Regions from separate parts of the Mus musculus genome. Here all the other regions are linked to region 4. A link is a contact called in public HiCAR-type, HiChIP or PLAC-seq and promoter capture Hi-C data. All regions are on one chromosome and are shown on one strand. The core of a region is the stretch at or near the end of the contact, and the rest is flanking DNA. Distances in the headings are between cores, read along the strand shown.

Region 1 (4,051 bases), core at 1,396-3,895, 1.4 Mb before region 4:
CACACTTATGGCTGTAGGTTCAACCCCCAGTACTTCAGAATTAAAAATAAAACTCTATGTTTGGGGTTGAGAGCTAGTTCAGAGGCCAAGCACTGGACTAGTTTCCAGCACTGGAAAAAAAAAAAAGTACCAAGGGGAAAAAAAATACTAGAGATGCATACCAGCCATTTTTATTATCAAAGAAACCTTTAAACACAAGAGACATCTTGCTCAAAATGCTAAATTTTGTTTAGATTTTGATGACTATTAACTTAAAAAAAAAGACCTTGTATCTTGCACCAGTGGATATTATAATAATATGATAACTGTAATTTGCATATAATGATTATGCATGTAAAGTCCCATGTACTAAAAAGATATGGATCCACTCTGGTTACATTTAAGGCCACACACTACCAAGAAGAACCCCCCATGTAGACTGTTATAGGTCTGTTCATAGTGAAAAAGCTAAGTGGATCAACATAGTTCCTGCTAGGACAATCCTACCTCTGAGGCTACAAGAACACTAAATTCTACTCATCAATGGCACTTTCTTGAGAAAACAAACTTCAGAAATAGATAAAATACAGTAAGAGGCTCCAGGGGCATAAAACTTACCTCCAATTCTCTTGCCCTCTTGCAGTTTCTAGAGTCGGGTTTTACAAGGTGGTTTGCCATCATTCTCTGGAGACACAAACTATAACATTTAGAGAAATCCCAAATTTAAGTATAAAATCCACACTACAGTTCTCTTCTTTTGTGTCCTTTTCCCACTTTCGTTATTAATTTCTGCTCTCCTGGTATGCCTCCTAAACTTAATTTCTCCCCTCTCTAATTTATCCTACCTCTCAAAACTCTTTGTTCAAACACCCTCTGGGTCAGTAAACTCAAGTTTTATCACACGGCATCCAAGGTCCTCCATCATCTGAAACCAACTTACTAACTGTATAATTTTCAACTACCAGCCTATAAAAAGAGGAGCTCAACTAACCTCATTGGCAAGTCTATCTTGTTTCAGCACTTAGAACATTTAAGATTCGTCTATCTTTATACATTTTTAATGTTAAAATTAGAGGCTAGAGCTCCCCTCTTTCCATTTTTCCTTCTTTCCAAAAGAAGAAATAGGCAGAGATGGCTGACCACATTTAAACAAATAAAACTGGTCTATCCCAGAAACAAGACCTCTTCATTCTTCTAGTCAGAGAATGTTTCTATTGTTCCACCCTTACCTTAGCATGCCATCAAACTGCTTTGCCATAAATTCTGAAGCTACTATCCTAGGAATCTGAACAGTTAAGGCTCAAACTTGAAAAGACATTGGAACTTAAAAGCATGGACTCTACACCTTAAAAGTTGAACTATTTACATTCACTTTCTTTCTTTCTTCCTTTCTTTCTTCCTTTCTTTCTTTCTTTCTTTCTTTCAGGGATGGGGGTTAGACAGGGTTTCTTCTTTGTGTAGCCCTGGCTATCCTGGAACTTACTCTGTAGATCAGGCTAGCCTCAAACTCAGGAGATTCACGTGCCTCTGCCTCCTGATTGCTGAGATTAAAGGCGTTCCCTACATACCCAGCTCTGTTACTTTTAAACACCATGAGTTAGATAACTGTAGAGAGTCTGAGTACTTATATATATTATGCATATGATGGAAACAAAAGCAAACCGCAGATTATAAAGATGCTTCTAAATACTGCACAGTACTTCTGCATGCCTACCATTATCTTCACAGTACTAAGCTGAAGTGTGTGTGACACACTTCACACACACACACACACACACACACACACACACACACACACGAATACACTGACATTCCTAAAGAGTCGAATATAAATTTCAGAGACACCAACCCAAGGAAAAAAAATCTTCCTCTTTTAGTTTTCCCTTGTCTTCTTCTTCTTTCCTTTTTTTTTTTTTGTGTGTGTGTGTGTGTGTGTGTGTGTGTGTGTGTGTGTGGTTTTTCAAGACAGGGTTTCTCTATAGCCCTGGCTGTCCTGGAACTCACTTTGTAGACCAGGCTGGCCTCGACAAGTGCTGGGATTAAAGGCGTGCGCCACCACGCCCAGCCTTCTTTCCTATTTTAAACTAACAGAACGTATACACACGTCCGATAAAACTTCTATAATTACGTAATTCTGTATTTGTAAAAGTGGTTTCTGTTCTAATTTAAGACTCCTGAAGAGTCTTGAGTCTGCGTTAACAGGCTTGTCCTCACTCTGTGAAGACATCAGTGCCCTGCGGCCAGGGCCATCAGGAGCATCGCCCTGTTCACTGTTTTGGTTTTTCCTCTGTGGCAGTAGTTGGCTCGGCTTCGGGATTTCTGGGACTGAGACTCGCCACACAAAGCAAGCTAGCCTGGAACTCCCTGGGTAGCCGAGGCTGGATTCTAACTCGCAGCAATCCTCCTGTCCCCGTGCCCTGCGAGTGCTGGGACTACTGGCGTGTGCTCTACTCCAGCGTTGTCTCTTTACAACGCTACTGTCTCTTCACGCCATTTCCCCGCCTCTTCCTCTCACCTCCCTCACATCTGCGACTCCACGCCAGGCCCCAGGCCCGGAGAGGCCGCTTCCACCCCCACTCACTGCTTTCTTTCACACTCGCCACGTTCCCGTCACACGCGCTCACCCTCTGGCCCCACTCGCAAGCGGAGATTCGGCCACGACCTGCCGCCTCAGAGCCGCAGCACGAGCGTGAGGGCTTCGCGCCCCTCTGCGCAGGCGCCGAGTGAGCGGCTCCCAGTAGGCAGCGCGCGAGCCACGTGACAGTCTCGCGGGGCCGATCAGCCTATAGCGGCACTTCCCTTTACTTCCCGCCTTTTTCCTCCCAACTTGGAATCTTCGAGAAACAGAAAGGTCCTTTCCCACACTGTGGAGAAGTTGGAGTAAGCTTCAAAGCGGGTCTTTGGGAAGGAGAGAAGTGTTGCTCTGGCGGGCAGGGCTTGCGGCCTGGGCCAGGAATCTCAGCAGATGAGCATGAAATATTTCCCACCGGCTGCTCGCAGGAAAGCATGCTGGGCATAGTGTGCTGGCTCGGGAGACTCCACCAGTTCCTCCAGCCCACAGGCTCTATCAGTGTCCCTCTTTGTCCTTGGTGCTACCAAACTCTCCAAGTCACACCCTTAAAGAAAATAGTTGATGAATTAAAAAAAAAAAAAGTCAGTTAATTTGGCAGACCTAATTAGCCCTCAGAAAGTATTTAGTAACTCTCATGGATCATACACTCATGACTTACTTTTATTGGGCACTGTCACACCCCGACTTTGACCTGCAGTTTCACAAACTTCCTAAACTCTTTCCAGTTAGTTGACCTGGTGCAGAACCAGGTATATTGCCTCATAAAACAAAGGTGAATGGCATGCCTCCAGAAACTCTGGGAGCATAATTTTACATTTTAGAACTTTGTTGTTTAACACGTGGGACTTTGTTTTGTTTTGTTTTGTTTTTCCTCTTGTTTATTTAAAGGTTGGCATCAAGGCTGGGAAGTAAGCAGAGATGTAGAGCATTGGCCTAACTAGAATGTTCCTTGCTCAATATGGTAGGTGGCAGGGTACTTGAAAGTTTATTATCTGTGTTGAAATTTTTACTGTGTGTAGTACGATAATGGGAAAGAGTTATACATTTTTCATAAAGCTGATTATGGTCATTTTACAGGACTTTCCTGGTCTTGGGTTCTCCAGCACCCATAAACCAGTGCACACATGTAATTCCAGCACTAGGGAGGTGGAGACTAGAGAATAAATTTAAGATCATTTGCTACTTTTGATGCTATCCTGGGATACATGAGATCATATCAAAGTTTTTTTTTAAAAGTCCCTTAGAAGAATCCATTAGAAGACGATGGCTTTTCTACTTTTTTTTTGTATAAACATGAAATAAAAATGTAAGGATTTAACTTTTTTAGGTTTATATTTATATTTAACTTTATACTTAGCAAATATAAAGTTCTCCACCAGTATTTATTTTGTTTTGTTTTGTTTTCTTGTGTGTTTTGGAGGCAGTCATGATTTCTAATGCAGGGTAGACTGAAATGTATAATCTTCTTACTTCAGTCTTAACTAGTCTATATTATTAATC
Region 2 (3,478 bases), core at 197-2,696, 1.4 Mb after region 4:
GCCCTGCAATTTACAAGTGACTTATTCCCAGTTCCTAATGATGCGTCTAAAGAGCGCTGTCTATAACGTCCAGGGGCTAACCTGAGACCCCAGCGCTGTAGAGTGCATATGGGCATCTGCCGATTTCTTCCTGCTGGCCTCTATACTCGCCTATGATTGGTAATTGGGTTGGTGACCTGGGCCGGAGCTCAAAATGCTCAGGAGCCCAATTAAAGCCTGGGGCCTGGTTCTGATAAGCTCTGGGTTGAGATCTACCAGGAAGATCTCTGCCCATTCTGCAGGATGAATTCTTCCAGATTTCTCATCCTGGGAAGAATAATTAGTTCCTAAAACTCAGATAAAAAGAAAAAATAATTAGCAAGAGTGAACAAACGGGGGCTGTGGGGCTGTTCTTCCCGGCTCTTGATGCTCAGGAGTGGGGTGCCCAGGGCATAGTGGGCAGGGAAGGATAGGTGCCCAACTCTACTGAGACGCTTGCCCAGACCCTGCCTTCTGCTGCCCAAGTGCCCTACACAGGAAACACCGAAAGATAAGGGACTTCAGGGTAGTAGGCTGCCAATCACAAATATACGGAACAGGTGGGCCGGTGTGTGAACAAAGACTAGGGGAATTCCTCACAGGGAAGCTATTCCTCTTGTTCCACTGTGGCACTGGAAACCAAACCCTGATGTGCATTTATAATAAGCCATGTTTCCAACCCTTTTCTGTCTGGGTGTAGTGCACACCTTTGATCCCAATACCTGGGACACAGAGGCAGGTGGATGACAGTGAGTTAAAGATCAGCCAGTCTATATACATATATAGAGAGTTCCAAGGCAGTAGGAGATACATAGGGAAAACCCCAACTCAACCAGTTTTCTCCACAAGGCAAGGTGGCTTGGCTTACACACCTTTAATTTCCCTCTACTGGAGGAGGCTGGGGTGGAAGGATTGTCATCAGTTCAAAACCAGCCTGAGATACAGAGGGAGACTTCCTTCTCAAAAGGAGAAACAATAAAATATAGAAGAAGAAAAGGGGGAGGAGGAGGAGGAGGAGGAGGAGGAGGAGGAGGAGGAGGAGAAGGAGAAGGAGAAGGAGAAGGAGAAGGAGAAGGAGAAGGAGAAGGAGAAGGAGAAGGAGAAGGAGAAGGAGAAGGAGAAGGAGAAGGAGAAGGAGAAGGAGAAGGAGAAGGAGAAGGAGAAGGAGAAGAAGAAGAAGAAGAAGAAGAAGAAGAAGAAGAAGAAGAAGAAGAAGAAGAAGAAAAGAAGGAAGAACAAGAAAAGGAAGAACAAGAAGAAGAAAAAGAAAAGAGGTAACAATTTTAAAACAAGCACACCCTGCCTTTCTCCAGACTGGCAAACTCAGGCAACTAGTGTAGGGATGACTAGGAGCGTAAGGCCTGGGCGCGGTACACGAGCCAGTCGGGGTCCGGGCGCGCGCCCGGCCCGCCCGGGGCGGCTCTAGCCAGAGGCCCGCCCTCGGGTGTCCCCTCGGCCCGGCGCTCCAGCTCCTCCCTGGCCAGCGGAGCTGAGAGCCGGCGACCATGCAGGCCCTGCCGCTGGGGCTGCAGCTCGCCCTGCTGGTGGCGGCGGGGGCCGGGGCGCGCGTGAGCGCACCGCGGAGCCTGGCGTGGGGCCCTGGGTTGCAGGCCGCCGCCGTCCTGCCCGTGCGCTACTTCTTCCTGCAGTCGGTGGACTCGGACGGCCGGAACTTCACTAGCTCGCCGCCAGGTCAGCGCCCGTTGCCGTCCCCGCGCGTCCCTGTCCCCACACGTGGCCATCTCCCCACTGCGGGTGTCGTCTTCTCTCCCCTCCCATCGGCGTCCCTTCCCTCCTCCCTGACACCCACGGGGGCGGGAGGTGCCACTCAGGACCGTTGGGTGACTAACTCCAAAGGCTGGGCCACAGGTCCCGCCCGGTGACAGATGTAAGGGTAAGTAGAGTAAACGGCGCCTGTGGGGTCCCACGGAGCGCAGTGGTGCCATCACGTGATGCAGATGGCCCTTCCTGGCCTGCAGGGCGCGCCTTCCTCCCTCCCTCAGCAGCCCACTCTTCTTAGGCCCGCAGTGCAGACCACGCGAAGCAGGGAAACTTCCTAGAACCGGAGAAGGGAGGCGCTTGTCTTGAATCTCAGCAGGGCCCTCCTCCCACATCTGATTGCTTCTCTGGACTTGTCCAGCTGGTTTCAACTTGTTGCCAGTCAGGATTTGCTAATTTGTGTCTAAATGTAAGGCTGCTCCCATCTGGCGTCCTGTTTTGCCTGCAAAGAGGCAGAGAACTCCTTGGCGTCCTCCACCGAGCAAACGGGAATTTCACGTACTTAGAAGTCACGTGTATATGGTAATCCTGGAGTAAAAAAGAGGATGGCAATGTCTGCCTATCGAAAACTTAAGACTCTGCTGAGAAAATAGATAATAAGCAACCTGCCTATCAGGGCAAAGCACAGTTGCTGCAATTGGATTTCTGCAGCCTGGTGTAAACATTAAAGAACTGCCAATAGGTCCAAGGGAGTCTGGGAAGCTTCAGGAGTGCGGGTTTGGAGGCTGAGAGGGGTTTCTAGACTGGCTTGCAGCCGCGCAAAAGCAGAGAGCGCGAGGATCAAGTGTTGAGAACAGGAGTCTGTGGAACATGGTTCAGATTCAAACCGTGTTATGGTGTATCTGCAGTTCTGTAATAAATAAATGAACCCAGATAAGCACTCATGTGGTTACAGCAGGAGAGTAAGGATCCCCCCCCCCCATTTTAAAAATCTTTTTCCCCAAATAAAATGTTCTGCAAAGATTATTCGGATATGTGTGTGTTTGTATATGCCACTTGTGAGCTGGTGCCTATAGAGACCAGAAGAGAGCACTGGATCTGCTGTAACCATAGTTCTAGACACTTGTGAGCCACCTAATATAGTTGCTGAGAACATGAGTCCGCTGGAAGAATAGAAAGCACTCCTAACCACCACCGAGCCAGCTCTCTAGCCCCAATACATCATAATGTTTTTATAATGAGAAAAACATATCTTTTAGAAATTGCAGTGCGTGAGTGGATCCTGGTGTGTCCGTGGCAGGAAGTCAGACCTGTTTGGATGATTATGTAGTCCTAGGGTGTAACTCTTTGGTCTTATGGGATGCTCCATTTGGTAATGTAAGATCAGTGCTTTCCCTCTAGCTGCCGTGAGCATTGATAAACTTACTAAATGGTCATTGAAAGGAAAAGTATCGACTCAGGACCCCCAAGACCAAGTTCTCAGCACATAGGTACAGAGGGCAGGGAATAAGTGACAGACAGGAGATGGGGGTTGAGGAAGAAGGGGAAGGGAACAAACGAGAGGGGACAGGGTGTTTGTCCTGGAGTGGAACACAGGACTGTCTCTGGATAGAGAGGGGACAGACATGGCTCGGAGGCAAATGGCAGTTAGGTATAAGAGGGGCTAGAGAGATGGCTCAGCTGTTACAGGCTAGGCTCACAACCAAAAATATAAAGGTACAAGGGAAAACCTTGTGTTAGG
Region 3 (3,591 bases), core at 497-2,996, 1.4 Mb after region 4:
CATGGGGGTTCATGCCTTCTGGGTAAATGTCCTACAACTGAAGTATTATAATCCCAATTTTGTACTATTATTATTATTATGTAAGTACACTGTTTCTGTCTTCAGACACTCCAGAAGAGGGCATCAGATTTCGTTACAGATGGTTGTGAGCCACCATATGGTTGCTGGAATTTGAACTCAGGACCTTCGGAAGAGCAGTCTGCGCTTTTAATCACTGAGCCATCTCGCCAGCCCCAGCATTGAGGTTTTTGTTGTTGTTGTTGTTTGTTTGTTTTGTTTTTTCAGGGTTTCTTTGTATAGCCCTGGCTGTCCTGGAACTCACTTTGTAGATCAGGCTGCCCTCGAACTCAGAAATTGGCCTGCCTCTGCCTGGGATTAAAGGCATGTGCCACCATGCCTGACTATAATCCCAAATTTTAAGACATGTTAAAATCTCGACTGTGGCTGATTGAGGGAAAGTCCTAACCACAGCCCACAATCCCTTGCCTAAAACACCCAGTCTGCAACGCTGGAGAGGGTCTGTGCCCTGCCCCCAATTCCCCTTGCAGTTCCAAGACAGCCAGGACTACATGGAGAAACCCTGCCTTGGAAAAAAAAAAAAAAAACCCTTATGGAAAAAAAATTTAAACAAAAACAAGAAAATTAATCCTTTTTTTTTTTTTTTTTTTTTTTTTTTTTTTTTTTTACAAAGTGAGTTCCAGGGCAGCCAAAACTACACAGAGAAACCCTGTCTCGAAAAAAAAAAAATTTACTCCTATCTGTGTGCTAACACGTGGCTGGTTCTGACTCCCAGCTTCATGCTCCCAGGAATAAGACTTAGACTCAAAATATATTTACAAATACCTTGGCCATAAAGCCAGGGTTTTCTCTGACTAGATCATAACTTACATAATCGACATAAACCCATTATTTTAACCTACATTTTGCCACATGGCTGGCTATCAATGCTCAGGCACCATGAGTCGGTCTCCTCACATCTTCCCGGGCTATTCTCCCTTGGGACTCTATCCCAGAATCCTTTCTGCCTCCTGGATGTTCCACCTCCCATTTCCTGCCTAAGCCATAGGCCACAGACTTTTTAATTGACAGGTGATGCATCCATACAACACACAAGTATTCTCTCTACGCATGGCCACAGTGTCTTGAAGGAGAACCAAAGCCCAAGGCCCTGTTTATGGAAACTGTGATAATTTTGAAGGTCTTGACATTCACTTTGTCACCGAATTTCCTACAGAGATTCCGCCCCCACCCCCCGTAAAAATGCATTTAGTATGTAAGGAAAATATTTTCCTAGAAGTTCATCTTCCTCACAAATTATGTTCCATGCAAGAACATAGAACTGGGCAGGTCTGAATACTCTTCATTTTACATTGTTACACTCTGACATTGAGGTAATGTCGGCGTGCAGGATATTCAACATTCAAGTCAATAAAGCATGCATTAAATATGCAGTGTGCTTTCGGGTTCTGTGAAGTCCTCTATTTAAAACCCGTGTCAGGCTAAGGAGCTTAAATTTAGAAATAGCGTTAGTCTGAGACCTCATGTTACTTAGGCCTTCAGCAAGGCCCGTCACATGCCCGAGATCTCTCTGAGTTCCTTTCTCAAGTCCTCTGCCTCTATGGCACTGAGACTGGAAGAGAGCGAGATTTCTACCAGAACAAACATCAAAGTGAGAATGGTCAGGGTTGGGGGCGGGGCCTAAGAAGGTTGCTAGGGAAGGAGCTATTAAGTCATTTCCGACTGACTAAGTCGTTACCAAGGAAACAGCGGAGAGCGACAGAGATTGGCAAGTCAAGGGACATGTTCCCTCCCCAGCTCCTTTCTGCTCTGGTGTCTGGTTTGATCTTGGCCTGCTGAAAGACGCTAAATACTCACGATCTTAGTATGCTACCATCCTTCTCCATGCTCTGTTCCCCAAACCCCTCTCCTGGCACAGTTGCTCTGCTGTGATGGAAAAGCTTTCCTCTACCTCACCAACCCCCACTCCAGCCTCGCCCTAACTCAGGAGCTGCAGCTTCGGGGATATTGCTAACCCACCTCTCGCATTGGGTTTCCTCCACCCTGTTAAATGCAGTATGTGGTTTTAGATTTTTCTCCCTAAAATATTTAGAGATGGAGGGAGCATTCTAAAGGGTACATGCTTAGGATTTCTGTCTTGTCCCTCAGTATCAAGATGTATAGGTAAAGAGGAATAGCAAAATCGTGAAGACACATTTGCTGAAAAAAATAAAATTTAGTAAAGAGAACGGGAATACGGGTTTGGAGTTGGAGGAAACCACAGGACAAGGGTGTCCACTTGCAGGGCTCCCTCTGAATCCCAGCACAGGGCTATTGGTTTGAGACTGGCTGGTAGTCCTCTCCTAATTGGCAGTTCGCACCTGGGTGTAGTAAAGTCCTGACTTAAGCAATGGTTTCCTTGTGCTCCTTGGGTCTTAGAATTGAAGTATTTCCCACGTGGTTTGAAGCCTCATAGCAAACGGTTCTGCTCTGAATCATAAGTTTCCTTTACCCTCTCCTGCGCCTTTCATCTCTCCTTCTCTAACAATATTTTCACGTTTTAGTGCCTCATATTTAAAAAAGACAAGCCCTCTTGAGTCCAGCCTCATCTTCTGGCTACTGTGTCCCTGCTTCCACATAACAGCCCAGAGCCTACTTTGTCAATTCCTCAACAACCTCGGTCTTTTGCTCTGCGGCTCCACTGCTGGTAATCAGCAGTTAGGTCTCTCTCTCTCATTTTTGACTGTACTCATGCACATTTACCTGACCTGCCATTTAGTACACTAGCAACATTTAGTATAGTTGAACGTGCCAAGGCTTTTTGGTCTTCTTTCTCCTTTCACGAAGTGCCTTTGTTCCTCGGGATCGTTTCTGCGTTGCTGTGCTAGTCACGACAGAATGGCAATGCACACGCTACACCTTTAATTTGCATCATTAACACATCGCCATAGATCCTTAAATCTTAAGTCAACTAGAAAAAGTCATAAATACCGATTTAAAACATTTGATAGTTTTCACAATGCAAATACTCTTAGGGCCAGTCTTATAGCCTCAGAACTTGAGAGAAGCTGGGCAAGGTTAACCCCTAGTCTCTTCCTTATCGTTATTGTTATTGCTGTTGTTTTGCGATTCTTCTGGAAGTGTCAGGCAAACACTCTTTCCCTGAGCTACAGCTCCGGCCCTTCCTCTTCCCACCATGTAGGTTCAATTATCAGCTCAAGTGCAACGCAACAGTTAATTGCTGGAGATTTCAAAAAAAAAAAAAAGTCTTTACATTTACCTGTGTGTATGTGTGTAGGCATTCAAACTGAGATTGTCACGCTGGCAGAGCAAGAAGTTACTCAGTGAGCTTTCTCTCCAACCCCTCAATTCACTTTTATCTCATATGCTAACACAAGAATCAACTCAGCATACGTCCCCAGAACACCCTCACAGTAGAACAACTTGACATCCACCACCTCTCCCATCACAGCTTTGGAAACCTTGGAAGGGGCTAAGAACTAGACTCTCTCCTGAGTTCTCTACTACTCTTTACAGTTCAAATAGAAACTGAAGTGCAAGTAGTGATTTTTGTTTCACCCCTTAATAGTACAA
Region 4 (4,010 bases), core at 1,059-3,558:
TCTTCCCTCATCACCTTTGCTCTCTGAAATGACTCATGAAGTAAGAACCACAGAGCTGCCAGCTGTAGCACTGCAGTATCTCACACGTCTGACACGCAAGAGGGTCCTGCCTCCATCCGCAGCAATACAAGAAGAAAGACTGACACCTGCTGTGCAGCACAAAACCTACTCAAGGTCTAGGTCTGGTTTTGCCAGCTGCTTAATATGGAAAACGCCCACTAACCTACCTATATACTTCTTGGGATTGTCTTAAAAGCACAGTGAAAGAAAGCCCTTTGTGATCAAATTGCTACAAAATATCAGAGTACTTGGGAACAAAAGCTTTCAATACTCACTTACTGAGAACTTACATAAATGTGGAATTTAAAACTCAGTTCCTAGAATTGCTGTCCAAATACAAGTGTGTACTTAACAGGAATGTCCTGCACTGGCAAAGCCAAGCACAACAGGCACTCCCCATGCACTAAGTACTTGAAATGACTGTAAGCCCGAAGCTTAAATACTTTTTAGCTTCACTTGTCTTAATGTTCAATAACCACATATGCCTGGGAGCTGCTGTGTTAACAGCAAAGGTCTGGATAATACGAGCTGGAAAACTTATTTAAGCTCTGTCAAGAAGCAAAGAATCCAAAACCTAATGACAAAATCGTGGGAACCAGTTTGCAAACGCATGTGTGTTCCCTTAAATAGTAGTCACACTGATTATGTACAATGTATGTCACAGCTTAAATCCAGAAAGCACCTGCCACAGAAATTAAGGCATCCATGGGTGAATGGTTGGAGGGGCCAGGAGAACTAGGACTGAATGGTCCTAACAATTTCCCTCTCACGTCATGCAAAATATCTGTATGTACAAATGTATTTGTATGCACAAATGTATGTACACACATTCTTGTTCCTGCTATAAATATAAGTTTTCTGAAGAAGCCGTATCTGCGTTGACTATTTTGCAGACTGATACACCAGGCACAAACATTTGTGTTGTGAAGAGGTGATTGCCACAGATCTAGAGACAGCCAAAGTTACCTTGAGTGAAGGCCTTTAATGGCCACGTATCACCAGACACTATTTCTGAGCTTCATGTTTACCAGGTAAAGACGTTTGGAACATATTATTCGGCTTCCGATCCAAATGCTATCTATGTAAGTTAGCTTTATATAATCCTGTGATCCACTTGGTGTCCCAGCAATATATTTGGCAAGTACATTGATTTGTGACTTTCTTTGGGACTGTGACTACAAAAGTTGAGCTAAGTTCTTCCACCGAGTAACATACAATCCAGGGAAACCTTAATCTGTGTTTCCAGACCAAAACCACTCTTGTTTCACTTTGAAGAAACTTTCATCTTCCCTTTGAAGTAACAGATGTGTTTTGCATTGACATTGACATTATATGATTCTCACCTTGTCCCTACACTTAGAAACCTGTAAGTAAATCTCGTCTTTAGTAAATCTAAGGGGACCGTGCTTTTGAGAACAAATATACCCAGTATCTCCACCCATGGTGGTGGTGGTGGGAATCTCTCATCTCTCTCTCTCTCTCTCAACATTCACCACAGAATTCTCTACACTATGACCCCCAGAACTGTTGCTAAGAGGCAGCTGCCTACTGAGCCCTCACTTTCAATCAGGTGCACGAGCAATGTTACCTTCACGGGGTCGTTTATCCCTTAAATCATCCTATAAGGGCTACACTGTTACCCTGGGTCAACAGGGCGGGTGTAAACCCTACCCTACCTGAAGTCAGCACAAAGGGCCAACACAAAGCAACCCCAATGGCGAAGTCGACAAGGACAACCCACCGAGGAAGCCCCAAAGCCAGCGCCCCACACCGCCCGAGCCAGGCCCAGAAGACTAGGGTCACGGGAAGAGCTCTCCGGCGCGGGGCCAGCAACCGAGAGGCGAGGCGGAAGGGAGTCGCGGGCGGAAACGCAGGCCGCGGGATGAGGGACCCATCGCCGCTGCCGCCGCGCCTCACCTGCTCCGCGCGCGCGCAGACACGCTCAGCGGCCGGCCGGGCCCGGCCTCTGCATGCAGGCGGGGACTCGGGGTCCACGGAGAGATGGCAGTTCCCGCTCCGGTCCCGCAGACCAGCAGCCGACAGCGGTCAAGGCCGCGGAAAGGGACGGAGGCGCAGGCCGCGCGCAGGAGTCGGGCGCCCGGAGCGGCCGCCATAACCCTGTCGGAAGGTTCCGGGTCCCGCGGAGTCCTGCGCAGTGCTGAGGGTCGGGTAGGTCCCGCGTGTCCGGCTGCGAGAGGGCTACACTCCCGCGAGCGCCCTGCGTGTCCTATAACCCGCGGCTGCGCCCCGCCTCGCCGCTGCCACGCCTTCGCGGGGCGGGGCCGAGCACTGTTCCAGGGATCTGGTTAAGAGTTCACCTTGAACTTTTTCTGCAGTCAGCTCTGCGCTCTGGAGCAATTACTCATCAAGGACTGACCAAAAAGCCACCAGATTAACTTTTGCCTTTTGCCATAGACCCTCAAAAACAAAGCAAATTATCACAGTTTCCAACACTTTAGAATACAAGTTACAGCAAAAGGGACCTAGGTTTTTCCTACACAGGACAGCAGAGAGTTATACAAAGTTTTAAAATGCCAATAGGCATTTTTATGAAGAGAGACATGCATAGGTAAAAGCATAAACTATCTCATAATCAATAATTTGCTATTTAGGGCTGCTGAAGAAAGCAGGTAATAACGGTCAGCCTGAACTGACAAACTGAATATATAAAATCCTGAGAAGTTAACAGGAAACTTTTCTTAAATGAGTAACTATTCAACAGACTTCAAAACTAGAAAGCCGACTTTTAAAACGCGCACGTTGTCATTGCTAGTACATTTTTGAAAGAGTTTTTGTGGTCAGATACGCAACCTCCAAACCTAAGTCCTATGTTGATCAGAGACCTTGGATAAATTACTCTTGGAGGATAAGAGTTTCCATGACTGCGGATAAGCTCACACTCAGGGCCACTCTGGAGGTTAGGTGAATTAGGGCAAGGAACTGCGTCACAGACCATGAGCAATACATACATCATCTTGAGCATTCCTGATAAGGTGCTGAAGGACAGAAGCACATGTTGCAAGCGAACTGAAGACAGTAAAAGACTACTTAAATATTCAAGCTGAGGCTGGAGACGTAGCTAGGGGTAAAGAATGTGTGTTGCCCTTGCAGAGAGCCTGGGTTCAAGACTCAGAAACCATAGAGCTGCTCACAACTCTCTGTAACTCCAGTTCCGGGGGATCCAAAACTTTCTCCTGGCCCCTCGGACACCAGGCATGCACATGGTACACATTAGATATAGATTCAGGCAGACACATACATTTGGGAGGAGAAAGGGTATTCTCAAGAGGCTGAGCACACGGCTCACCAGTTAGAGTACTTCTTGAGCTTGCACAGGATCTTATTTGGTTTCTCAGCACCCACTGCAGTTGGCTCCCAACTTAAAACTGTAACTCCAAGTTTCACAGTAATCCTCTGCCCTCGGGCCTCCACAGGCACCCACTGACATGTGGCATACACGTACCTACACACACATATTTTTAAATAAAAATATTTAAAAAGTAATACTTAAGAGGTGCAAAACTGGTCAGGTGTTAAGGACATTTGCCGCTCGTCCAGAGGAGCAGAATTCCGTTTTTAGCACCCATAGTCAGGTAGCTCATGCATGCCCAGAACATGCTCATTCTGACCCCATGAATACACATGCACACCTCAAGAAAATAAATACTTTTAAAATGAATATTTAAAGAGATAGTCTACCTGTATAAAGTCTCTCTAGAGGACATATGGATATTGAACCTGCAGGGTGTAGACATGATTACCTTAGTCTTTGGGCTAACATCATGTTTAAAACTCGGGTTAGAAAGGGGTGAAGAAATCCTGATGAGAAGGCTTTTGTTGTTTTTCAGTCCTAAACCCAAAACCTAAAACTTCATCAGATGATTCAACCATAGGAGAACTGGGCAAGGCATGCATTCCATCTCAGTCCTCCTGTAGAAGAACAAGCTTTG
Region 5 (3,993 bases), core at 383-2,882, 1.6 Mb after region 4:
GGGCATGATGGCTACTCTTTCAATTCCAGATAATCCAGAGGCTGAGGTAGGGGAGTGAGGAGTTCAAAGTCAGATGACCTAGTTAGCAAAACCACTAGAAAGAGAGTAATAGTAATGGTGGGGAGGGGGAGGAAGGAGAGTGGGGCTGGGGCGGGGAGAGAGGCAAGAAAAGGGAGGGGAGGAGAAGGAAGGGTCAGAAGGAAAAAGGCACACGAGTCTTTCTTGGGAACACTTTTTTTTTTTTATGCATATGAGTACACTGTAGCTGTCTTCAGACACACCAGAAGAAGGCATCAGATTCCTTTTTTTACAGATGGTTGTGAGGCACCATGTGGTTGCTGGGAATTGAACTCAGGACCTTTGGAAGAACAGTCAGTGCTCTTAACCACAGAGCCATCTCTCCAGCCCCGGGAACACTTATTTTACGAGTGAGGTTCTGCCCATCTCCAGATGAGAAAATAGACTATCCCTCTGGCTTTCCTATTACTGCAGTCACCCAGTACTTATTGTTTTTTTATCTTTCGGAGACTGGGTATCTCCAAATTGCCCACGTGGGTTGAAATCCTTGATCTCAAGCTCCTCTTGCCCGAGCAGCAACTCAAGTAAGATTCATTTTATAGTTTGTTTGCCCTCAGCTTCCAGCTCCAAGCCTCGGGCCCTCAATTATTCTTTCACAATCTCTTGCAGAGCAATGCTCTCTTTCAGCTCCTATTGCCAGAACTACCCGTTTCGGCGAACCCTGATTTTCTCAGAAACAAAACCACGCAAACCTAACTCCAGACTCTTAAAGACTGACCGACAAAGTCTAGAATGTCACCTTTGGAAAGTACAAAGTGTTCGCCGAACACAACCATCAGAAGCGAGGCACTCACTTCAAATAAAAATTATTTCTTGTACTGTCTCAGTAGCCATCTTGTTAGTTTTAAGACAATCTTCTGATTGCCATATAGTGCCTGAGCTCTGATTAAGACAATTAATTAAACCAATGATTAGCCAGGTGGTGGTTCATGCCTTTAATCCCAGCACTCTGCAGGTGGAGGAAGACCAATGAGCTCGAAGCCAGCCTGATCTTGAGAGAGAGAGAGAGAGAGAGAGAGAGAGAGAGAGAGAGAGAGAGCGTTCCAGGGCAGCAAGGGTTCCACAGAAAAACCAGTGGAACAAAATACAAACCAAACCCCAAAACTCAAACCAATCAAACAAAAAAACAAGGAAAAGGAAATCACAAGGTCACAAAAACGTCTTAGAAACTCCTGGGCCTACAGAGAGACTCAGCTCTCTGCAGTCTGGGATCGCGCCTGGTCAGGCCCAAGCTTTGCTGCACAGCTGATGCGGAGCGTGACAGTAGCACAGACTGACAGGTGGACTGACACACGACGGCGCAGGCACTCGATCCCCAAGGCGCTGGTGCTGAGCGCTGTGGCCCACGAGGACGGACCTCGCGGGCGGCTGGTGGGCTCCCCGATCCCGGCCCACCCCCGGAATCGACCCTGCTCACCTGCAGCAGCCCGCGAAGCAGAGGCCTGCGGACGACGCCGTGCAGAGCCACCAGGGCAGCCATGGAGACGCGAAAGGCTGTCAAGGGCAGAGAGACGCGCCGCGGCCTCCACTTCCCCACCGCAGAGCTTGCGACGTCGTGGCGGGCACCGCCCCGACCCTCTCCTCCAATAGCAGTCCAAGATCGCTGCGCTTGGCGGCGATTGGCCCGTAGCCAGAGGGCGGGGCCTGGCGCTTGGCCCGAGGACTGAGCTGAGGCTCTCCTGGACCAAAAAAAAAAAAAAAAAAAAAAAAAAAAAAGGACTAATGACCACGTGGCTTGACACCTAGGTGGTGCACGCTAAACTGTTGATTGTTGATGCCAGTTGTTTCTGCCTCCAGATGCCTGTAGTTTTCGTGCAGTCCGAGACTTTCCATTCACTTTGCCGTGCCTGATCAGGTGACTGTATTACCCAGACAAAGGATGTTGGTAAATGTTTCCAGCAATTCCCATTATATTCATTTATAATACAAATAAACCAATTTCTTACGTTAAAAGAATGTTGAAGTTGTTTTTCTGTAGGATGCTAAGTAAAATACATATTACTATCTAAACTTCACTGAGTAATAATAAGATTACATCAACTTTCAAAGAAACTCCCCGCAGGCTGGGTGTGATGGGACACACTCAGGAAAGAGGCAGGTGGATCTCTATGAGTTCGACGCCAGCCTGGTCCACATAGCGAGTCCCTGAACAACTAAAACTACAGACGGAGACCCTGTCTCCAAATAATTAAAACAAAACAGAAACAGTGCATTAACTGATATTACATGATAATTCTCACATTTGTGTAACCCATTGCTAAGGCTAGTTGGAGGATTGTTTTGCTTAGGTTTTGTTTGGTTAGTTTTTAGATAGGGTCCCACGGTGTAGCTCTGGCTATCCTGGAATTCACTATGTAGACCAGGATGGTCTTGAGCTCACAGAGATCTTTCTGTCTTTGCCTCCCTAGTGCTGGTATTAAAAGCACTATGCCAGGCCATTTGCTGACTTTGAATCTTCAGTTGGGGATAGCAGATCTTTCTGCTTGTGACATTAATTTTCCTTGATGTAAAACAAAAGGCACAACATACAAATTGAACAATTTACTTCAAGTCGACTTGTTTCATGTAATTGTGTGCACTCCTGTGTAGGCCAAGGGTAAACCTCAGATAACTCCCTCTGAGACTCTCTGCTGCTTTTTGTTTGGTGTTTTTTGTTTTGTTTTGTTTTTGTTTGTTTTGTGAGACAGGGTCTATCTCTCCTTGCACTAGAATGGCTGGCTAATAAGCCACCATCTCTACTCCTTCAACCCTATCCACCCATCCATGGAACTGGGGCTACAATCAAGGGCCACCACGCCTAGCTCTTTACATGGATGATGCTCTAAACGCTTTCTTGTGATGCAAACACTTTGCACACTGAATCATCTTCCCAGACCCTTTTGGGGTAAAGTGTGTGTATGTGTATATGCACCTTTGTGTATCTGCACCAAGTGCATACAGGCGCCTGAAGAGGACAGTAGAGGGCGTCAAAACTCCTAAAACTGAAGTTGTAGGTAGTTGGGAACTGTCTGTTGTGTTCTGAGAGCTGAACCCAGGTCCTTTCTAAGAGCTGATAGTATTTTTAACTGCTGAACCATAAGCCCCACTTTTGTTTTGTTTTTCAAGTTAGAGTCTCATGTAGCCTAGGATGCACTCAATCCCACTAGGTAGTCAAAGATGACCTTGAAGTTCTACTCCTCCAATGTCCACCTTTAGATTGCTGGCAACAGAGGTGGGTATTGATCCCAGGTCTTCATATAATCTAGGCAAGTATACTAAGCTATCTCTTCACTATGAAGCCTACCGTTTCCTTGCATGGTGGGGGTGTGCCTTCCTCATTAAGATACTCACTATATCAAAATGTCTTGGGTGATTGGCAAAGCTTTGGGATGGGCTTCTATAAGAAGCCTACACATCTTCAACATGGTTTTTGTTTTGTTGGGGTAGTTTTGGCTTGTCTGTTTGTTTTGGAATGTAATTGGCAAAGGAGGGATGAATGTCCCACAGCGTGAATGTGGAGGTCAGAACACTCGCTGGAGTAGACGCTCTCTCTTCATAACATAGGGCCCTGGGATCAAACTCAGGTGACAGGATTGGTAGCAAGGTCCTTCACCCACTGAGCCATCTGTGCTGGGCATGGTGGTGAACACCTTTAATCACAGCATTTGGGGGGCAAAGGCAGGTTGATCAGAGTTCCAGGACAGCCACAGCTATCAGACACAAAAATCATCTTACTTACTACTTCAATCTCATTGTTATGTGTGTTCTTTTTAGTTTTAGCAGGCTATAATTGCCTATAAATTTATTTTTTCTAGATTTTCAAATTTGATGGAATATAAGGATTCAAAGTGGTCGAGACGCTAATGTTCATTGTAATTTTTTTCTGCTCTAATTTTATTAATTTGTATTTTTGTATTTTGGCTAATTCAGCTGGAG
Region 6 (3,472 bases), core at 91-2,590, 1.6 Mb after region 4:
TCTCTTTCTCTCTCTCTCTCTCTCTCTCTCACACACACACACACACACAGCAAATATTCAGTATAACTGTCATCCTGTTACTGTCTTCTCTTACGATCGCTTTATAAATCTATTTGATGACTGTTTTTTTCCTCCTCTTCTTGCTCTCATCCCTTCCTCTGGCTTCAATACACTGGAAACTTGCAAAATCTGTATCACTCAATAACAAGAGCTCGTTACACTTTGTGCCTTTCCATGCACTTCCTTCTGTCTGAAAGCTTCGCTACCATCTTGCAGAAGAATTTACACCCGGCAAGATCTAGCAGCAAAGTCGATTCTTTCAGGCTCAGTTTCCACAGAACCAGTCCTTCCTCGGCTAACACAGTTTTTCCTATCACATTGTCGCTTTGAAAAAGTAGCTGTCTACTTATCTGTGCCAGGTGGCGGGGGTGGGACCGGGGAAGGAGCGCAGGTTAAACATTTTCAAAGGCTCAGAGTGGCTGCCACTTACCTACTACAGACAACACAGGCAATACAACTGACAATGAGAATACGAGACTGTGATTTCCAAGGGCCAGTGCTCTTAACTACGAACATGTGCAAACCTGTAGCTTAAATATAAATAAACGCTCTGAGACTAAAGTATGAGATTTAAAAAATCTAGATCGACCAGAACCCTTAAGATGACAGATAGGAAAGAGGGACGTGCAGAAGGGAAGATTTAGGCTCACTCCATCTAGGGTCTGCAGAAAGAGGGAGAAGATGACGGCCGTTCTGCAGAGAAGGGGTAAGAGCCATTCGGAAGCTGAGGAAAGATGGGCTCAGAAGAGAATTTTCCCCTCACAGAAGTCCCCGAGCGTTCGTCCCTCGCTCCTACCGCTGCATTCTGCCTGCCAATGCAAACCCAGGTCGCTTCGCCTTTTCCCGCGTGCACGGATCTAGCAGCTGGTTCTGTACGCACGCCTTCCCGCTTCCGGCTCTATAAAGCAGCAAGTTGGTAAGGCACGGGTGCCCCAAAGGAAGAAGTCGGCATGCGCCGCCGCACGACTGCGCTTGCGCGTAGGCATCACGCGCTCTCCAACTCAAAACACTCGCTCCCCTCAAAACAGTCTCCCGGCCTGAGGAAACGCGCCTGCGCAGTGCGCACCAATGGCGATTGCCCTCGCTCCCGCAACTCCGCCCAGGGGCCGACGCTCCCACAGCCGGCCACCAGGTCCTCTCTGGCCACAACCCTCCGCAGACGGAAATGACGACGGTTCCGAGGAGAACGGAGGCGGGTTTCATTTCGGCGCCTTTCTGTCTCCCGCGGAAGCGATTGGTTAGTGTGGCACGAAAGAGGCGGGACAAATTGCCGCGGGTTCAGCACCTCCAGTGGAACCGGGAGATGCGGCGGCGCCGGGGCTGTCGCCGTGTTTGCTTTGAGTTGAGTCTCGTCCCTTCAGGCCGCTCCCTGTGCAGCTCGGATCATGCTGTTACCCTCGGATGTAGCCAGGCTGGTATTGGGTAAGCGGCGGCCTGGGAGGGCGGGTGATCGGACCCGGGCTGAGGGGACGGAAAGACCAGGGGCTGAGGGGGAGGGCTGCTCGGGGTGGGGAAGCTCTGAGGAGTGGTCTGCTCCCGTCCAAGTTCAGACTAGCGGAGAGGCTCGGTCCCTCGGCGCCTTGGGACAGTCGAAGCTCCTCGGTGTAGGGATGTCCCTTCTCCTCCTGCTGCGCGATGGGGGCAGCCGAAGGGAGAAAGAAGCTCGGCGGGGAACACCTGGGGCCTGGATTCCGAGGCACAGCCAGGCCCGCTGGGACACCTGAAGGAGTGTCGCCTGCGTGATGGACGAGGCTGCGTGTCCCCTACCCTTTCCCTTGTCAAGAGCCGGGACTGATAAAGGAAAAGGCGGGGGGACCCCCGCTTCCCCGGCCGCCCAGCCTTGTGGAAAGACTTTCCGACGCCCTTACCCATAACCCGACCTTAGCACTGGGAATTTGGGACACAGGGAGGGCCCCACACCCCTGGCCCACCATAGTGGCTTGAAACGCCAATTGCATATTTCAGAACGGCAGCGTGTCGTGTTCTTGAGCAAATATTTAGGAGGTACGACGACTGACTTCTGGTTGCACACGTTCTAGCCCTCGTTTTCCTCCATTTTCGAAAAGGGTTTGTTCATAGACCACTGGTTGGTCGGGAGATACTGTCTCTGGAAAAGACTGTTTTCGTTGTTTGTCCTGTGAAAGAATAAAAGGGATTGTTCTGTAGGGAACAAGAGCCTCTTAGGCTCAAAACTGGACAGTGACTTTGAAACGTTATTTGGGACATCTCTAAAAGAAAGTGGTCGAAGTATGAGGACTCATTCCATAGTTTCCACAGCCGTTACGAACATTTGCTTTGTGCCCAGCCCTGTCCAAAAAATAAAAATTGCACATTAGGCAGGACTTATTTAAGAGGCTCTGTACGATTCTACTGTCCATTTTTTGAGAAACTTAAATACAAAAACTAGTGTTTTGAATGTTTTCATCTTCATCAGACTTGGATAGTTAAATTTATACCTGTGATTTTTAAACTTAGCTTTCTTGTAATTTTAAAATTAGGCTCATACAAAATTGGTTAAAAGTAGACTCACATGATTTTTTTTCTCCCCACCTATACGTATTGTTTAGGTAAGAACTGCGACTTTTAGCAGTCTTGTGATCCATATAAAATTCCATGATCATAGCCTCAAAAGTGGCTTTTGGAGTTTGGTAGTATGAACATTGAAAAGTGGATAATTTTTATGAGGATTTTTCCATGTTTTCTTTCCTCAGATTTTATGGGATGCTTAATAGCAACCCTGATTTCATTAGATACAAGTAGGATGTCATTCCTTCATGTAAGAAAGGGGGTGGGGAGGGGCTTTATATACTGTCAGCATATCCCCTGAAGAGAAAGTCCTGCCTTGTTAAGAAAACCTTAAGGAAATGACAGGGCCTTTCTAATTGGAATAATTATGTTTCTGCCCCACTAACAAGGTAACTTATTCTCTTGATGCCTAGAAACTCAAGTTGTTGCTTTTCATCCTTAAAATCATCTTTGTTGTTCAGATTCTGCTTTCAGTGCCATGAATTCCAGCATGCCTCCCATTCTGTTTTGGAATTGTGATGCCTTTCCTCATACTCTACTTGCAATTCATGTATACTCGGGTTGCAAATATTGCTGAAGCATCTAAAAATTGAACCTCTTTTGAACTTGGAATACAAAAAAAGCCTCCCACTATTTTCAGTTCTGTGATTTAGTACTATCTTTACACACACACACACACACACACACACACACACACACACTTCTATCTACAGGTTTATTGCTTGCTCAGGGTCCTTCTGTGGTACCCCCTTACCATCTTTAGCCCCTCTTTCTTGATTGCATATGGTCTTTGTTGTTGGTTGTTCTGTTGTCTTGTTCCAAACACTGCCAGATTTTTAAGCATAAGAGGAAAAGTAATTTTACTTAACATTCACTTCTTTCTTTC
Region 7 (3,483 bases), core at 895-3,394, 1.4 Mb before region 4:
ACATGGTATCATGTTTAAATCAGGTTAAACATACCTGTGTCCTCAAACATTCACTATAATCAAATTTTAACATTAGTTTTAGCCCAACATAATTAAAAGGAAACAGCGAATGGCAGTTTTATTATGCATTTGAATGTCAAAGAAAATGCTTTAACTCATTTTGTTGTTGTTTTCTACTGTCTTTAACATGGTAGACAATTGTGAGGTAAACCAGAACACCCATCCAACCAAGACAATGACTCTGTCTTGAATTTCCACTGAAGGGCTCAGAGCCCTGACCCTGTCCCGGAAGCGTCTGGCTCCCAGCCCCCTCGTCCTTCTTCCCAACAGGCTAGGAGGGAATGTGCCCCTCCCTCACCTTTATAGTTGTGCCCGTGGCCATTCGGATTGTTGCATTTCCCAAACACTCTTAAGTTCTCTTCATCGCTCAGAGATGGGCTGACAGGAGAAAGATAGAGGTCAGCCCGAAGTTCAGACGTCCAGAAAACTCTACAATTTCATGTCACTGTAGATGATCAACTGGTTAGATCGCTTGCATATCATGATCCCCGTTTCTATCAAGAACCAACACTCCACTCTCTAATTAAACTAGATTACCACATAAATCATCCAAGACCTTCATCTCAACCCACTTAGTCCACAGTAAGATGTCAACAACTCTGCCCATAGTCAGCACTGTCTCTCCTGCCCTCTCTCTGTCGAGGTCTCCTCTATCCCTGGCTGGCCTCAAACTCACTAGGTAACTTAGCACGACTTCCAACTTCTGACCCTCTTGCCTCCACCTCCCAAGTCCTGAGATCTATGTAAGCAGGCACTGTGTAGTCAAGCACTCTACCTACTGTGCTACATCCCGGCTCCACCTTCCAATTCAACAAGCCCTGAGTATTAGCTATGGGATAAGAGATGAAGCAAGGAGCAGTGATAAGCACGAAGACATACATATCCTCCAGCGGCTTAAAAACGTCATTCCTCCTGACAAATAATGACCTCAGGCTCTTCTTTTCACAATCTTGCCCTCCTCTGCCTCAGCAGTTGCCTAGTGGAAACCTTACCAATGTGTTCCAGGACACTCAAGTCAGGTGAAACTTTAAACTTACTACACATGGCTGTCATTCCAGACAGAAAACAATTAGCTTAATGAATCTGTATCAGTCAACTTATCTGTGCATCCTTACTAACCTTGTGTGTAAGCTTCCTATTATAAAAATCCCTTTTGAGAGGCCGGAAGGATGGCTTAGCAGTTAAGAGTGCTTACTGCTACTGCAGAAGACCAGGGTTCAGGTCCCAGCCCACCCACGTGACAGCTCAGAAGCCTGTAACTCCAGTTTCAAGGAATCCTCTTTTGGCTTCCACAGACTCTTTCGTGCAAGCTGTGCACACAGCACACAAGCACACACAAACACAACTTTTTATTTAAATTCTTTAAACTCTTTCTTATCCCCTTCACTCTCTCCTACTGCGCACTTAGAGCAGTACAGCTCACAAGACTTTTGAAGAAAATTCTCACTGTACCCAACTTGACCACACGGAGGGGTGGGGGTAGAGGGATGACAAGTGTCAGCTGTTCCCTATGACAACCCTGTTGTTAGAAAAGGCCGTTCTCTGATGATGACATGCAGATCCAAAGAGCAAACCTTCAAGTGAGTAACGAAGCTCCCTTTGAAACCAACTCTCAGGTGCGGTCTTGTTTCTCTGGGATTCAATTCCCGACTGTGTTGCTCCTTTGGAAAGTATCAAGGCTGGTTTTACTTTTTTGGTAAAAGGGGGATGAAAACTACCTTGGGTTGCACCCGGTAGCCCATGCTCCTGTCATTGTACCTCTGGATGTGGGCAACCTCTGGAGGGAAACTCTCCAGAGTGGATCCTCCGGGATCGGAGCTATACCGCCCTCTCCCGGGTGAGTGCCGGTAGTGCAGCTCCGCACCTTCACCATTTCCTCTTCGGCCCGCCCCAGCTCGGCTCTAACCCACGCGCGTGGCCACGCCCCCCAGGGACATAGCGGGACAAGACCCGCGCGTGCGGTGACACACGTGGGCACACCCCACCTGTGCAGCCGGTGGCTCGCGCTGAAGGACACGAGGCGCGACAGTCGCGCGCGGCGACGAAGGTCACCCGCCGCGCTCATGGTCTTCGGACCGAAGACTCACAAGCTAGCGGTTCCGGCTTCCGGGACCGAGGCCAGTCCCGCCCCCGCGGCTGCGCAGTGCAAACTCGGCCCTCCCTGCCGAAAGCACTCCTGGGAGTGGTTTCGACTCGCGGCACCCTTCGGCCGACTTGGAGGCAAACACTAGCGCCCCCTGCTGTTCAGTCTTCGCTAGGCAGTCAGAAATACCTGGGGCCAGTGGGTGGGTGAGAAGCCAGAGGCCTGGATTTTTAAATTGCCAGGTTAGTTTGTGTCTTCTTCTTTCGCTTCATTTTTGACAGTCCTGGGTTTGACAAATCCAATGTCTGGGTGCCCTTATCAGATGTTCTCCAGCCCGGTACCACATTGAAAGTGTCCTTAACCAAAAAGAAACCCCAGCTAAGGATGGCAATGCACTGTCATTAGAGTTACCCTGCAGGCTGAAGCTGGGGCATTGATTTTAGGAGTCCCGATCTGTTCTAGGCAACATAGTAAAACACTAGCTTAAGTGGAAAATAAAGGAAAATTTTGACATCTCAATATCCAAGTGAGAGAATGTCATACAAAGAGACTTCCTCAAACCAGAGACAGCCAGAAAACAGATTCACCGTTCAGAGCCCTCAGAAGGAATACGCTGTTCCTGGTTTTAGATTCCTGGCTTTCAGAGTTTTTGAAATGGAAAGGTATTCCAGTGTAATCCCAACCGCTCTTGTGCAACATTTGCTGGTTCTGTGTTTAGATATTTGTCTCAGAAGGTTAGCTTCTATTAAATGTTGTCAGTCAGAGATGGCATATATCAGTGATCCCAGCACTGAGGCTGAAGCAGGAGGGTGACAAGCTCAAGGTCCGTCTCAAAAGGATAAAATCCTATACATAATTCAAATGGACACCTTTGGCAAGGCAGCCCCCACATCACCCATCCATTAATTAAATTTTAAAAACTAAATTAAAAAAAATGTTTACCCAAGTATCTTTGGCTGTCCTGGAACTTGGTCTGTAGACCAGACTGGCTTGGAACTCACCTGCCTCTGCCCCTCTGCCTCACAAATGCTCGGATTAAGGGCCTGCATTACCACCACAGTTAAGACCTTAATCCCAGATGCTTTAAGTATTAGACACATGTACTTCAGAACAACAAAATGGTCCCTGTTATCTGAAAATTCAGTTTAATGGGGGCAGTCCAACAAATAATATGTCAAGTGAAAAATTACCATTTCTGTGTCAGAGAGTAAAAGAAAGCTTCCAAGAGCAAATTAGTCTGAGATGGGTTTTAAGGAGTCCAACAGATGGGTAAATAGAAAATCCCAAGAGGAAAGAGTTTAAGCAAAGGAAATGTGGAAACGTAGCTTGCTTAATGCACA

What was found. Promoter capture Hi-C pulls out the DNA fragments that hold promoters and counts their contacts. HiCAR-type assays count read pairs that join an accessible place to other places. HiChIP or PLAC-seq counts read pairs in DNA pulled down with a chosen protein or histone mark.
Region 1: a contact with region 4 is called in a promoter capture Hi-C map of liver, with 2.7 times the contacts expected there. The contact joins the promoter of Tex12 here to the promoter of Fdx1 in region 4. A contact is called at or near these places in 3 of 39 promoter capture datasets (liver and pre-B cells).
Region 2: a HiCAR-type map of astrocytes shows a contact between it and region 4, with 4 times the contacts expected there. The contact joins the promoter of Poglut3 here to the promoter of Fdx1 in region 4. A contact is called at or near these places in 8 of 39 promoter capture datasets (the 3T3-L1 cell line, 3T3-L1-derived adipocytes, cranial neural crest and 5 more), 1 of 115 datasets of contacts at active chromatin or transcription factors (astrocytes) and 1 of 9 other capture datasets (embryonic stem cells).
Region 3: a promoter capture Hi-C map of the 3T3-L1 cell line shows a contact between it and region 4, with 6 times the contacts expected there. The contact joins the promoter of 4930550C14Rik here to the promoter of Fdx1 in region 4. A contact is called at or near these places in 8 of 39 promoter capture datasets (the 3T3-L1 cell line, 3T3-L1-derived adipocytes, cranial neural crest and 5 more) and 1 of 115 datasets of contacts at active chromatin or transcription factors (astrocytes).
Region 5: a promoter capture Hi-C map of liver shows a contact between it and region 4, with 4 times the contacts expected there. The contact joins the promoter of Acat1 here to the promoter of Fdx1 in region 4. A contact is called at or near these places in 5 of 39 promoter capture datasets (3T3-L1-derived adipocytes, cranial neural crest, hippocampal neurons and 2 more) and 1 of 484 Hi-C or Micro-C datasets (B cells).
Region 6: an H3K27ac HiChIP or PLAC-seq map of large pre-B cells shows a contact between it and region 4, with 5 times the contacts expected there. The contact joins the promoter of Npat here to the promoter of Fdx1 in region 4. A contact is called at or near these places in 5 of 39 promoter capture datasets (the 3T3-L1 cell line, 3T3-L1-derived adipocytes, hippocampal neurons and 1 more) and 2 of 115 datasets of contacts at active chromatin or transcription factors (astrocytes and large pre-B cells).
Region 7: a contact with region 4 is called in a promoter capture Hi-C map of liver, with 2.4 times the contacts expected there. The contact joins the promoter of Pts here to the promoter of Fdx1 in region 4. A contact is called at or near these places in 3 of 39 promoter capture datasets (hippocampal neurons, liver and pre-B cells).

Annotation. Positions count from the first base shown.
Region 1 is chr9:50,558,623-50,562,673 of GRCm38.p6, forward strand. Tex12 (testis expressed 12) reads right to left here and starts at 2,646. Exons shown (of 5, transcript NM_025687.3): 1 at 2,604-2,646; 2 at 598-663. The coding sequence starts at 660. The region is part of intron 1 of Il18 (interleukin 18); the gene reads left to right.
Region 2 is chr9:53,382,577-53,386,054 of GRCm38.p6, forward strand. Poglut3 (protein O-glucosyltransferase 3) reads left to right here and starts at 1,447. Exons shown (of 8, transcript NM_212445.2): 1 at 1,447-1,710. The coding sequence starts at 1,524.
Region 3 is chr9:53,403,540-53,407,130 of GRCm38.p6, forward strand. It overlaps 4930550C14Rik (RIKEN cDNA 4930550C14 gene), which reads left to right and starts at 1,747. Exons shown (of 9, transcript NM_001376944.1): 1 at 1,747-2,073.
Region 4 is chr9:51,961,294-51,965,303 of GRCm38.p6, forward strand. It overlaps Fdx1 (ferredoxin 1), which reads right to left and starts at 2,309. Exons shown (of 4, transcript NM_007996.2): 1 at 1,978-2,309. The coding sequence starts at 2,174.
Region 5 is chr9:53,608,718-53,612,710 of GRCm38.p6, forward strand. It overlaps Acat1 (acetyl-Coenzyme A acetyltransferase 1), which reads right to left and starts at 1,633. Exons shown (of 12, transcript NM_144784.3): 1 at 1,496-1,633. The coding sequence starts at 1,558.
Region 6 is chr9:53,535,707-53,539,178 of GRCm38.p6, forward strand. Npat (nuclear protein in the AT region) reads left to right here and starts at 1,341. Exons shown (of 18, transcript NM_001081152.1): 1 at 1,341-1,482. The coding sequence starts at 1,446. Atm (ataxia telangiectasia mutated) reads right to left here and starts at 965. Exons shown (of 63, transcript NM_007499.3): 1 at 857-965.
Region 7 is chr9:50,526,512-50,529,994 of GRCm38.p6, forward strand. Pts (6-pyruvoyl-tetrahydropterin synthase) reads right to left here and starts at 2,145. Exons shown (of 6, transcript NM_011220.3): 1 at 2,046-2,145; 2 at 359-438. The coding sequence starts at 2,125.